Linked DNA regions of Zea mays: region 1 is linked to region 2. The links are chromatin contacts, called in public Hi-C maps. All regions are on one chromosome and are shown on one strand. The core of a region is the stretch at or near the end of the contact, and the rest is flanking DNA. Distances in the headings are between cores, read along the strand shown.

Region 1 (6,685 bases), core at 888-3,387, 280 kb before region 2:
GCCGCAGAGAAGGACTACTGCTGCAAGAGGGAACAATGAAGAAACAAGGACAAAGAAGCATAAAAAGGGCGATAACCTAGAAGGAATAATGGGAAGATACATTGACATGAGAATGAAGCAAGCTGAGGAAGAAGCCACACAACTAGCAAAAGAGAGAGAGGAAAAGGAAGCGAGTCAAGTTGCAGACTTCTCAATCAAGAAGTGCATATCCATTATTGGTACAATGGAAGTTACAAAGGAGGAAAAAGCGAAAGCCTACAATGTCTTCAAGGACCTTAACAATAGGCAAATTTTCTTGAGTGCATGCGATGATGATGCCGAGTCTGCACTGATTTAGCTGAGAAACGAGATGGCTTAGCTGGTACGCTCTCTTCCTTTCCCTCTTCTCTTCCCACTAACTTTTCGAGGCTTGCATCTCTTCCTAGGTTGATTACTAGCCTGCAAGCATGCTTGAGCATTTCCTTCTGCTATGCAGTCACTAACTGGATGCTTGAACATTTCCTATTTTCTCTTAAAAATCTATTTGAACACCATAATAATAATGAACTGCTTATAGTTTATTTGAGCATTTCCTATTTTCCCTTATGGTTTATTTCCTATTTTCCTATTTCAATTGCAAGAAAAGCACATTCCTTTTATGAACTGCTTCATTTTTAGATTATTAGGCATGTTTGTCATTTCCCTACCAATTTTGGGCTATAAGCAAATATGTGATTTAACTCAAAAATACTAATCTGGTCTCGCATGTTTATGTTTGATATGAAATTATTAATATGTGTGGAGAAATTATAGTGTTTAACGCTTACATTCTCTTGCAGGTGGAGTCGTCTGAATTGCTTGTTGGATATCCAATATGTTATGTTGTTCAAATGAAAAATTACTCCTCTCCCTTTGGTTTGTTTTTAATCTAAATGCACACACTCTATTGTAATGTAATAAGAGACAAATGAGCGACCAACTTCTGATTTTGATGCTTCAAATTTCATCCGCTTCACGGACCTAATATGAGGGGCACTGGTCGTTTTATATGCATGCAACAAATTAATGTATCCATGTGGTGTAACCAAACAATAGAAAATTAGCCATGTATTAAATCCCAGCTGTAATTAAAATACACATGGTTTAAGTGACAAGAGATGTATTCACTCAATCCCACCGTGTATTGGATCCTAGTATGTATTAAATACTAGCGTGCCGAACAAAGCCTAAAGATACTAGTTGAATTAGCTAGCTAACAAATAGCTAGCTAACTATTACCTAATTTGCTAAAAGTAGCTAATAGCTGAAATATTAGCTAGACTGTTTAGATGTCCCAGCTAATTTTAGTAGCTAAATATTAGTTCTACTATTAGTTCTAGTGCATTCAAACGTCTCCTCGGATCCGATTACAAATAGTATTTTAGGGTTTGGACGCACGTTGTGACCTACGAATTACGTTACAGTTTGGGCGCACGACTTCGCACAGCAGGAAGGAAAGACCAAGGGAGGGAACACCTGCTGTCCTGGTGGTGCTCGTCGCCGGCCAATGTCATGGGTGGCGAAGTAGGACAGCAGCAAAGGCCGGCCCAGTCGTGGGTGGGTGGGGGTTGCGCGCATTCTTAGTGTGATGCAAGAAGACAAGGCAGAGTAGGTTCCAGCATACAGCTACAAGCGGATTGGGTGCGTAATGTCATTTTTGAGCGAGGGCCGGTCTGAGGCTGGAGCAGAATCAAGCAGACGGAGAGGGACGAGCTGTTGGCGTGGAAAGGAGAGAGAAGATCGGGGCGCTGTGCGGACGGAGACCTACCTGCGGACCTGTGTGCCGGCCGCGCCGGAGCCGGTCGCGGGGACACCGGGGGGGTGCAGAGGGCGGACGCCGCCCGCCCGCTCCCCAGGTGGTAGTCGACCGAGCGCGGTCCCCTCTCCAGGTTGCGGCGCGACGAGCAGAGAGAGGAGATCGGCAGCGGGCGAGACGAGTTCAGGCGACTGGCGAGCTCGGCCGCAGGGGAAGAGGAGGCGACCGCCGCCCTCCACGGATGGATCTCAGTGACTTTCCTTTATCTCCTCTATATTCTCCTCTATATTCCTCCTCTGCCCAGACTATGAGGACTAATGGATCATGTAAAATAGGGACACGGTAATGTGATAAATAGGACTGGAATATAGATAGAAATCTTTGGGCCAATACGAGCACGGTTTAAAATATAGGAGCCTAAAACACGAGGCATAAAATAATATAGACCAGGGTAGCATGGCTCAAAAGCGGGTCTAGATCAGACCTCAAATTCCGGCACACCCAATAAAGCTCATATTGTTTAATTTTTTGAATTTAGTAAGCTATAGACTTTATATTGGTGTAACATTTAGATTTTTTGTGGTCAAATGATGTTAGCTTTGTTCAATATATCTTTAATTTAATAAACTATGGATTTTATGTGGTTGTAATATTTGGATTTTATGTGGTTCAAATATATGGGTCGGGCTTGAGCCGGTACGACCCAACGAAGACACGGCGTACTTTAAGGTTAGACTAGGCCACTGTTTCTACTCTTTGGGCTGGTACGACACACCCAAAAGTTTTTTTATCCTTCTTGGCACGAACCTGTTTGGCCTGAAGCATGATGGGTTCGGGCCGACCGAGCCTAATTCCTAGCACTATAGATGACATTGTTTAGTATTGTTTGTGGAGTGAAGTTCGAAATAGTGGATGAAATAGGGTATTGAATAGAAGATATGTTAGAGATGGCTAAGGATGTATTTGGTTGTGGGTCGGGATACGACAAGACAGAGCGATTACTTAAATTAGGTTGTTCCCAAGAAGGATATTCTCATTAGATATTGTCCTTAGTCGTCCATTATAATTGGATGGATAACTCTCTCACAAGTTCATTTTCATCCTCATTCGTATGTGGTGTCCTCGTATTCTTCCCGTCTGCCTCCTTCATCCTAGTGTCATTCGTCTTCCTTCGTGGCTGCCGATGAGTCCACGAGTTACTTTCCCCTTTGCTCTCATTTTCCCTTTTTCTTTCCCCACGACACCTTCCAACCTATCGTGCATCTCCCATGGAGACGTCATGAGTAAAGTCGTTGTCGGGCTGTAGGGCTCCATCAACGGCAGCAGCCACCAGGTGAAATGTCCATAGGGGTCAGCGACGCTGGTGTCCGTTATGTTCCCTAGAATGTCCATCGTGGACTACCGTGTTCGTGACACATTGGTCATGTTGGTGCTCACTAGTGACGTTGTTATCCTTCATCTCACATTTTTGTATTAAATTCGAAGGTATAGAATGTAGTGCTACCTCATCCTTCATCTCACACTCTCATTCAATGAACAGAGCCATCCTCAAAGGGAGTCAAGCCACCACCAGCCTTTCCTTTCAAATCGATTTTCTTTGCTCAAGTTGCAAGGTACAGAATCCCTAAGATCAGTTGGATTGTTGTTTGCTTGAGATTATTCCCCAAACATAATGATGAGATTTTCTATGACATGCCATATGTTTTTGTATTTGATGATTACATGTAGATGGATAAGAGGATCAAGGTTATAGTTTGTGTTGCTGTTGCATATATGTTACTATCAATGATGGTCGTGATTATTGATTCTAGAAAATGAAAATAAAATGCAAGGAGGATAGGGATTACCTATGCACCAATGCATGTAAGGGGTAAAATGTGTTGGGTCTCTTTAGCCAAAGGTCCTCAAAACATTAACTAACCAGTTATTTTTTAGCGTGTTTCAAGTGTAGCAGGACAGATACCAAAGGACACCTTCGTCTAGGGACGGTGAGTAGTTGTCATAGTTGTATAAACGAAGCTGAGAGCTTTGGACTACTGACATTTGCACGTGATGAAGGAGCTGACTTCCAGAACCTTCGCATCCTTCAGCGTATAGTAGAAGTTGTGCAGCTACAAGCTCATCCAAATAGGCTACGTCGCCTTTTTTAATGCCATCCATCAGATTCCTTTCCAACGGATGACATTTATTCTTCTTCTTTTTAATCACACAACAACATGTCTGCATCGTCGTTTTTCCCTCGACGCACGATCGACATCAGATGGAGAGAAGCTAGCCTCCATCGTGTCCTTCGCGCGAACAACGAATGGATAAGGCTCCTTTAGTACTTCCCTTCGACGGCTGCCACCGGACCAGAGCCGCCTCCACGTGCTTACTCCTACGTGCATCGCTACGACCACCGCCCACCATCCGCATCTCATGCATCATCTCCAAGATGTTCTGCCTCAGCCTCCCCTGCGTCCCCTGGTTCATCATGGGTGACGACGATATTGTCTTCTTCCTAGTTCTGATTGCACTGTGACCACAAGGGAAGGCATCACGACTCATCATCGCTTGTCGACATCACGCCTATCCTGCATGTGACCAACAAGGTCGAGGCAAGCAACCCACAAGTAGCCTACTTTTGTGAGTAGCATCAACATTTCATTTTTGTTTTTAGTTTGTTTCTTTTCCTTCTGCATCTATGTGTTCCTCGCAATCGATCAATTAGTCACTCAGTTTGGCCTTCCCCTTCATCTCCAGGACGTTTCTATGCCTTCAAGAATATGCATCGCCTCAACCCCACCTGAAAGTCGCATAGAGGGGGTGAATAGGTGAAACCTGTAAATTATAAACTTTCAACATAAACTTCACCCGAGGTGAGGATTAGAAACAAATTATAATGAGTGTGGGATGCGGTAGAGAGTTCTTCTTGCTATGAGTTGCTCAATCAATGCGGATGAGTTTGGGAGCTAACTCAAAAGATTGTGAGTAAGAGAACTTAGAGAGAGGGGAGGGGAAGAATCAAATCGAACAGTGATGATCAACATAAATGAACACAACGATTTGTTTCCCGAGGTTCGGTTCCAATGAACCTACTCCCCGTTGAGGAGGCCACGGAGGCCGGGTCTTTTTCAACCCTTTCCCTCTCTCAATCGATCACTTAGACCGGTTGAGTGCTTCTTCTTAATCTCAAGGATCACTAAGACCCAACAAGGATCATCACACACTCAGGTGTCTCTTGCTAGCTGTACAAGTCACTTAGAGAGTTTAGAAGGAGATGAAGAAAGCACGATTAAAAAGCCAAGCAACAAGAGCAACAAATGAAACACGAATCACACTCTCTCAAGTCACTAATCACTATTGATCACTTGTCTTAATTGTGACACTTGGAGAGGATTGGAAGCTTTGAATGTGTCTTGGAATGAATTCCTTGCTCTTGTATTGAATGTGGATGTATAGAATGCTTAGTTGTGCTGAATGGGGGTGGTTGGGGGGTATTTATAGGCCCCAACCCCACTTCTAGCCGTTGGACAGAAAGCAACAGCTTTCTATCGACGAGCGCACCGGACAGGGCACTGTTCACTGTTTGGTGCCTGCCACGTCAGCCGACCGTTGGAGTCTTGATAGTCGCCTAGAGGGGGGGGTGAATAGGGCGAAACTGAAATTTACAAATATAAACACAACTACAAGCCGGGTTAGCGTTAGAAATATAAATGAGTCCGAGAGAGAGGGCGCAAAACAAATCCCAAGCGAATAAGCAAGTGAGACACGGAGATTTGTTTTACCGAGGTTCGGTTCTTGCAAACCTACTCCCCGTTGAGGAGGCCACAAAAGCCGGGTCTCTTTCAACCCTTCCCTCTCTCAAACGGTCCCTCGGACCGAGTGAGCTTCTCTTCTCAAATCAAAGCCGGGAACAAAACTTCCCCGCAAGGGCCACCACACAATTGGTGCCTCTTGCCTTGATTACAATGGAGTTGTGATCTCAAGAACAAGTGAGAAAGAAAAGAAGCAATCCAAGCGCAAGAGCTCAAATGAACACGGCAAATCACTCTCACTAGTCACTAGGGCTTTGTGTGGAATTGGAGAGGATTTGATCTCTTTAGTGTGTCTAGAATTGAATGCTAGAGCTCTTGTAGTAGTTGAGAAGTGGAAAACTTGGATGCAATGAATGGTGGGGTGGTTGGGGTATTTATAGCCCCAACCACCAAACTTGACCGTTGGCTGGAGGCGTCTGCTCGATGGCGCACCGGACAGTCCGGTGCACACCGGACAGTCCGGTGCCCCTGCCACGTCATCACTGCCGTTGGATTCTGACCGTTGGAGCTTCTGACTTGTGGGCCCGCCTGGGTGTCCGGTGCACACCGGACATGTATTGTTTGATGTCCGGTGCACCGGTATGGGCATGTCTGACGTCTGCGCGCGCATTAAATGCACCGCAGGGAGCCGTTGGCGCCGAAAAGAGCCGTTGCTCTGCTGGTTCACCGGACAGTCCGGTGCACACCGGACAGTCCGGTGAATTTTAGCGGAGCGGCTGCCACGCGAACCCGAGGCTGGCGAGTTCCGGAGACCGCGCTTCCTTGGAGCACCGGACATGTCCGGTGCACACCGGACAGTCCGGTGAATTATAGCGCGCCGGCTTCCGAGAAATCCCGAGGGTGAAGAGTTTGAGTCTGAGTCCCCTGGTGCACCGGACAGGTACTGTTCACTGTCCGGTGGCGCACCGGACAGTCCGGTGGCGCACCGGACAGTCCGGTGCGCCAGACCATGGGTGCCTTCGGTTGCCCCTTTGCTCCTTTATTGAATCCAAAACTTGGTCTTTTTATTGGCTGAGTGTGAACCTTTTACACCTGTATAATCTATACACTTGGGCAAACTAGTTAGTCCAAAGATTTGTGTTGGGCAATTCAATCACCAAAATTATTTAGGAAC
Region 2 (7,349 bases), core at 635-3,134:
GGAGGCTGGCGCTGGGCATCCCACTAACACAAAGGGGTCATTCACCAGAGGCGGATGAGGGATGTCCATGAAGCCGTTATCCATCACAGTTGAGACAATATAACAATGGTGGAAAACAAAATGAGATAAAACACCAGAGATCTCAAAGAACAGGGGCCTGATGATATTTCTGCCCAGACAGCTGCAGGGTTCCTGAGGGTCTTTCAGACATGGATCGTAGAATAGACAAAATGGAAGAATATCAGCAGGAGTGTAGTACCAAAGCAACCACCACTGACAAAGCCTGATGTGTCTGCGCGGTCCATAATTATCTTGTCCCTGTGTAATTTATGATCCAAAATTGCATAACTTGCCCAGCACTAAACAATATCTCTGGTGGTTGACATCTTGCTTGCATAGGCAGGAGCATCCAAACTCTGCGGTCGCACAATCTTAAAGTTACAAGAAAAAATAATGTTAGATAAGATCCATATATAGTAGGCATGATCTTATTTACTGATTATCAGTAACAGAGTTTGCCAAAGCTCAAGCAAGTGAAATCCTGGTTGTAATGTTTACAAAGCTTAAGTCAATACAAAGTGAACAATACATGATAGAAGAAACAGTCGAGGGCTAGAGCCTGGGACTTCGGAAATAATATTATTCTGAACTGAACTAAAATTAAGTCAGAGCCCATCAGTAACAGTGTTCAACAGATTGATTTTTTTCTGTACTCAAAATCATTTAACAGAGGTAACTAACATGAGCGGAACCTTTATTTCTCAGGCATATCCCCTTGAGATACCCGGAACAATAATTTGCACAGATGGAATCTAAAGGAGTGTAAATTTTGACAGAATTTGTTTTGTTTTCCGGCACTTGGATGTTATCTTTATTAGCTTAATCCAGAAAGGAGTCCTGCCTAGTTCTATCTCAGTGCTCTCTGTCAGGGTTTGATAATGATAGAATCAGCAAACCACTGTGCCGTATGCACATACCACATATTTCTCAAGAAAAATTGGAAACAGGATAAGTAAGAACAACTGAAGCTACCTAGAGTTCAGCACACAAAATAAGGTTCTCAATTCTCCATAAGGAACATAAAACGAGAGTCCATCGGAACGCGAGCTAACAGGTTGACTAAATGAGCTCAAATGTCTGCTTAGACGATGGGCAAACTGAAGCTCTTGGGATTTAGGAGCCACTAAAAAGAATGCCCAATAAGATGAACAGCTAGTTGTAAGAAGATAACATTTTGGGGGCTGACAAAAATAGGATTTGCTTGCAAGAACTCAGAAGTGCTTAGCAGTACCATGAAACTGTTGACCAGAGAGTACAGCCAGCTGAGAACAAAAGCAGTACCGTCCGAATTAAAGAACACCCCCCAAAGCAGAGGCCGCCTACTCCATCCTAGGACCCTAAATCTCGCAGCTATCGTTCTCCTCGCAAAAGTGTACAAGGAGAGGGCACGGAGTCACGGGCACGGTCACACAGCAGATCTAATAGGCGAATAGCGCCACCGCCCACCATTAGATGGAACGCGGGAGAAAATTCCCCAAGCACACGAGGTACCCCGAAGAGGGGACCTGGCACCCTTAATCCCGAAAGCTCTCGTACACGTAACAGGTAACACCCTGGCGTAGAAGCATGCATGCGCATCGTGGCCTAAGGAATGAAGGAAAGGAAGAAAGGAGGAGGGAGGGATTGGGACGGTAGGAGGCGGGAGTAAGCATCACCTCCCGCGGGGACGGAGGACGGGCGGGCTCGCTGCGGCCTCGGCGAACGAGGTGGGGGGATCAGGAAACCGCTGGGAAGAGGAGAGACGGGGTGGTGTTTTGTTTCGGTGGACTACCTACCTGCGGGCTGTGGCCTGCCTTCTGTGTTCTGATGAGCTGAGCAGGGCAGGGACCACGAATGGAATTGGAATGCAGCTGATACGAAACGGGGGCGAGATTGGTAGGGCTCCTTCTCGGTGCGGGTGGGGACGTGGGGTGGGAGTGGGACGGCGGAACGGGTGGATGACGACGGAGTTACCTGTCAAGCCTGCTGGCGGCCGGCTCCGCGGCACCAAACAACGGCTGTCCAGCTGTTCGCCGGTGAGCACTAATTTTCAATTGTCGCCTTTTGCCTTTGACTTGGCTTCAAGTTCTCTCCCCCTCCCCCACCTCATGCTCTGACAACAGACTCCTAGGTCGCCTCGTCTAGGCCCAAAAAAATACAGATCCGGCTGTCCCGAGCTCCCGCCTCCCGGGGCGTATTTTTATCAGTAATTTAAAATTTTTCAAATTTGACTAAATATTTATATAAAAAATACAAATGCTCACAATGTGTAATAAGCATAATGATATATCTCAGAGAACATGTTTTTTTTTACAAAAAAAAAACCTTATTCGAAGTTATAAATATTGGTACTGTTTTTTATATGCCTGGTCAAATTTGACTCCTTAAGAAACGTGGTGTGCGTTCGTTTTGAGATGGAGAGAGTACAAACTAAAGCGACCTAGCTCAATAACACTAAAAACATATAATTCGGTCACTAATGGTGATAAAATAGTTGCGGGAGTATATAAGTGGGGCATGTTACGTGTTTCTACAATTCTACTATATATTTGCAACAAAATCTTATAAATTATTATAACAGAAAGTAAAACTCTTAAGGCAAGGGCTGCAGCGTGAAGTCCGGTAGATTTGCACTTAGATGCCAGCTAGCTTACGTCTTTTTGCTGTTGACCCCCTCCAATCTATGCGCACGAGCCATCCCCTCGCTGACCCAACGGCGGCTTCGTTCTCCTTGGAGCGCTCTTCTCGTCCCCTATCATTGTCGCCAACGGCACCGCCCAGCTTCGTTCTCCTCGGAGTGCTCTTCTCCTCGTCCCCCATCATTGTCGCCAAGCGGCCGCCTGCCCAACACCGCCATCTACATATTGTAACTAGTATAATACACGGAACACTGAGCCTACACAGAAATAAAATTACCAAATTCACAAGCAGGTACCCTGATTAGAACATTTCATCGTTGGATTAGTGCAAAGTCCAAACAATTCACTACATGGAGGAGCAGCGAGGCTCCTGGGAGGCGGCTCCTTGGCGGCAATGATGGCGACGAGGAGAACAAAGCTGATGGCACCGTTGGGCAAGCGACTCCTTGGCAGCCATGATGGGGGTGCGATGAGAAAGAAGAGCGCTCCGAGGAGAACGAAGCTAACGGCACCGCTGGGCAAGCGAGGGGACAACTCATGTGTATAGATTGGAGGGGGTTAGCAGCAAAAGATACGTTGCACACGATACATCAGTCGTTTGCACAGCTGCAATGGTGTAGCTGGTTGCACACGATACGTTGCCAACTTTTAAAGGGCCGCTCGAAGGTGGCGTACAGCCAAGCTGTAAACCAAGAGCGAGCAAGAAATAGCAAGAGAATTTTTTTTATGCAAGGACAGAGGTCGAACCCGTGATCAGTGAAAGGCCTTGTGGAACCTTGTGCTAGAGATCTCCCTAAGATTTCTCACTTTTGTGGAACCTTCTAACATCTATTCTATCTCATCCACTATTTCAAATTTCACACCACAAACACTGTTATTTGCGATGTAAATCTCCTATTTACGCACGTCATACATCAATAATAAACATACCAAGTTAGAAAAAAGTTAGACTAACTAAACAGTCTTACAAACAAGCTCTGTATGGACTTCTGTTTCCTGTCGATGAACTAGCATTTGGGACTTTCTATTTGACAATGCGTTATACCTTAGTTAATTACATGAGCACTTATACATGTTTTTCCTGTTTATATAGACAATTTTCGCGGAGCTGCGCTCTCATTCGATTGACAGCTTCTACGTGTACAGTCTTCCTCCTCCGTAGGTAAGTTCAAAATAGTGTTTCATTTTATCGTGAACATTTATGATTATGTGCTTTTTTATGTGGACTATTATTACTGCCGCCGTAATGTTCATTGCTTTGTATGTTGCTCAGAGATAGATGTATTTTTTAAAAAAATGCTTTCAAAGTTGCTTATTTGAAGTCTTGTGATGTCACTTTTCCATGTCGAGTTAGGATATTTGTTCGTACATTGCATCTGAAAAGCTTTTCACAGATTTACCTCCATGGGCTTTATTGTCCCCATATGAGAAGTGGTTTGTGACAGTGAGCAGAAACTAGATAAAGCCTGCAATGGCACAGTGATTTGAATATGTTTTATGTCAAGTCATATACACTATTTATATATAATTTAAGAATCCAAAATCATTTTTTACATCGTAAACAGGGCGCGCGGCATACACTAGTAGTATCCACCATGAGTGGACAACAACGCACGTGGTCGTGTGGCGGTGTGTGTGGGACTGCATCAGCACACGGTGATGCTTCATTGCTATGTGCACGCCTGTGCGGGATGACAAGAGCAGGGCTGCGGTGTGCACCAATGCTGTCGGCGTTTCGAGACCGGGGGTCCCTGGGCCGACGAGTGAATGTCGCCGCGTGCCCCAGCTCAGATGGGTCGGCGCGAGGCCGAGCGCGAAGGGGGGAGAAAGGTGGCCGGAGACGGGCGTGAGAGAGGTGGAAATCCCGCGGCCTTCGTGTTCGTCCCGCGCCCAGGTCGGGTGCGCTTGCAGTAGGGGTGTCGGGGACCATAATTAGGGGTACCCTCAAGACGCCTAATTCTCAGCTGGTAACCCCCATCAGCATAAAGCTGCAAAGGCCTGATGGGTACGATTAAGTCAGGGATCAGTCCACACGAGTGACTCGATCACGCTTCACCCGAGCCTAGCCTCGGCCAAGGGCAGCCGACCTCGAGAGACTTCCGTCTCGCCCGAGGCCCCCCTTTTTTACGGCGGACACATTACCGGCTCGCCCGAGGCCTTGGCTTCGCTCAGAAGCAACCTTGACTAAATCACCACACCGACTAACCAAATTGCAGGAGCATTTAATGCAAAGGTGGCCTGACACCTTTATCCTGACACGCGCCCCCCCCCCGGCAGAGCCGAAGTGACCGCTGTCACTCCACCGCTCCTCTGACCGGTCTGACAGAAGGACAGCGCCGCCTGCGCCACTCCGACTGCGGTGCCACTCGACAGAGTGAGTCTGACAGGCAGTCAGGCCTTGCCAAAGGCGCCACGGCGAACTCTGCTCCGCCCGACCCCAGGGCTCGGACTCGGGCTAAGACCCGGAAGACGGCGAACTCCGCTCTGCCCGACCCCAGGGCTCGGACTCGGGCTAAGACCCGGAAGACGGCGAACTCCGCTCCGCCCGACCCCAGGGCTCGGACTCGGGCTAAGACCCGGAAGACGGCGAACTCCGCTTCGCCCGACCCCAGGGCTCGGACTCGGGCTAAGACCCGGAAGACGGCGAACTCCGCTCCGCCCGACCCCAGGGCTCGGACTCGGGCTAAGACCCGGAAGACGGCGAACTCCGCTCCGCCCGACCACAGGGCTCGGACTCGGGCTAAGACCCGGAAGACGACGAAACTCCGCCTCGCCCGACCCCAGGGCTCGGACTCCGCCCTGGCCTCGGCCGAACGACTTCCGCCTCGCCCGACCCCATGGCTCGGGCTCGGGCTCGGCCTCAGCAACAGAGGACAGACTCAACCTCGGCTTCGGAGGAGCCCCCACGTCACCCTGCCTAGGGCGCAGACCCGCCACGTCAACAGGAAGCGCCATCATCATCCTACCCCGAATCGACTCGGGTCACGGAGAACAAGACCGGCGTCCCATCCGGCCAGCTCCGCCGGATGGGCAATGATGGCGCTCCACAAGCTCTGTGACGACGGCGGCCCCCAGCTCTCTTACGGAAGCAGGGCGACGTCAGCAGGGACTCGACCGCTCCAACAGCTGTCCCTCCGCCAGGCTCCGTCGCACCTCCGACAGCCACGACATCACGCCAGCAAGGTGCCAAGACCTCTCCGGCTGCCACATTGGCATGTACCTAGGGCGCTAGCTCTCTCTCCGCTAGACACGTAGCACTCTGCTACACCCCCCATTGTACACCTGGATCCTCTCCTTACGACTATAAAAGGAAGGACCAGGGCCTTCTCAGAGAAGGTTGGCTGCGCGGGACCGAGGACGAGACAGGCGCTCTCTTGGGGCCGCTCGCTTCCCTCACCCGCGTGGACGCTTGTAACCCCCCTACTGCAAGCGCACCTGACCTGGGCGCGGGACGAACACGAAGGCCGCGGGACTTCCACCTCTCTCACGCTCGACTCCGGCCACCTCGCCTCTCCCCCCTTCGCGCTCGCCCACGCGCTCGACCCATCTGGGCTGGGGCACGCAGCACACTCACTCGTCGGCTTAGGGACCCCCCTGTCTCGAAACGCCGACAGTTGGCGCGCCAGGTAGGGGCCTGCTGCGTGCTGACGAACAGCTCCCCGTCAAGCTCCAGATGGGTAGTCTCCAGCAACCTCTCCGGCCCGGGGCGGTGCTTCGTTTCGGGACTCTTGAGTTCATGTCCTTCGACGGCAGCTACGACATGATACTTCTTCCACCGCCGCGCGACAACGACAATGGCGGCCGACAACCCGCCCGCCGGCGGCGGAATCGACGACATCTTCCCCGCGTGGTGGAAGAGCAACATTCGAGCTCGCTCCGTTCTCTCCCCCGCCAACGGAGGAGGAGGCGGGGCCGTCAAGGCCAGGCGGGAGGCCGCGCTTCGTTGGCCGTCGAGCGAATCGACGCCCCCGACGCCCCGACGGAAGGCACGCCGGACGTCGACCTCGCGTTCAAGACGGAGGCAAGCGCTGTCCCCCCGCGACACGCTGACCCCGAACAAGAAGACGACGCCAGCGCGCTCGCGGAAAGCCTGCAGGACGTCGCCCTCGTACCTGAGATGACGGTGCAACCAGTCCCCGATGTGACTACGTCACTCCTCGTCGACCAAAAGGTACCAACTAACTCCCATCTTGCGTCATTTCGACTCGGCCTCAACCCGCCAAACGACCTCGTTTTGACGGGCGCTCTCATCGAGGCGAGTGCAACCCCACTGGGGTTTCGTATGCGGTCGCCTTGGGACCGGCTGACGGACGTCTCGACCTACGGGCCCTCTGGGTCCGAGGAAGATGACGATCCCAGCATCTGTTGGGATTTCTCCGGACTTGGCAACCCCAGTGCCGTGCGGGACTTCATGACCGCATGTGACTACTGCCTCTCCGACTGTTCCGACGGAAGCCGCAGCCTTGGCGACGAGAGCTGCGGCCCAAGCCGCGAATGTTTCCACATCGAGCTAGGGGATCCCTCCGAAGGCAACCATCTCGGCATGCCGGAGGACGGTGATCTTCCTAGGCCGGTGCCTCGCGCCGACATCCCACGGGAGCTAGCTGTGGTCCCCGCTCCGGCGGGGGGTTACGACCCACAACTCGAGCAAGTCCGCGAGGCGCAGGCTAG

Evidence for each region. Hi-C and Micro-C count contacts between places; a contact is called where the count stands out from the background.
Region 1: a Hi-C map of ear shows a contact between it and region 2, with 2.3 times the contacts expected there. The contact joins the promoter of LOC103641716 here to the promoter of LOC100304309 in region 2. A contact is called at or near these places in 2 of 25 Hi-C or Micro-C datasets (ear and tassel).

What each region holds. Positions count from the first base shown.
Region 1 is chr10:124,746,093-124,752,777 of Zm-B73-REFERENCE-NAM-5.0, reverse strand. LOC103641716 (DNAJ heat shock N-terminal domain-containing protein) reads right to left here and starts at 2,137. Exons shown (of 2, transcript XM_008665031.3): 1 at 1,787-2,137. It also overlaps the pseudogene LOC109942976.
Region 2 is chr10:124,462,633-124,469,981 of Zm-B73-REFERENCE-NAM-5.0, reverse strand. LOC100304309 reads right to left here and starts at 1,884. Exons shown (of 2, transcript NM_001165751.1): 1 at 1,716-1,884; 2 at 1-431. The coding sequence starts at 84.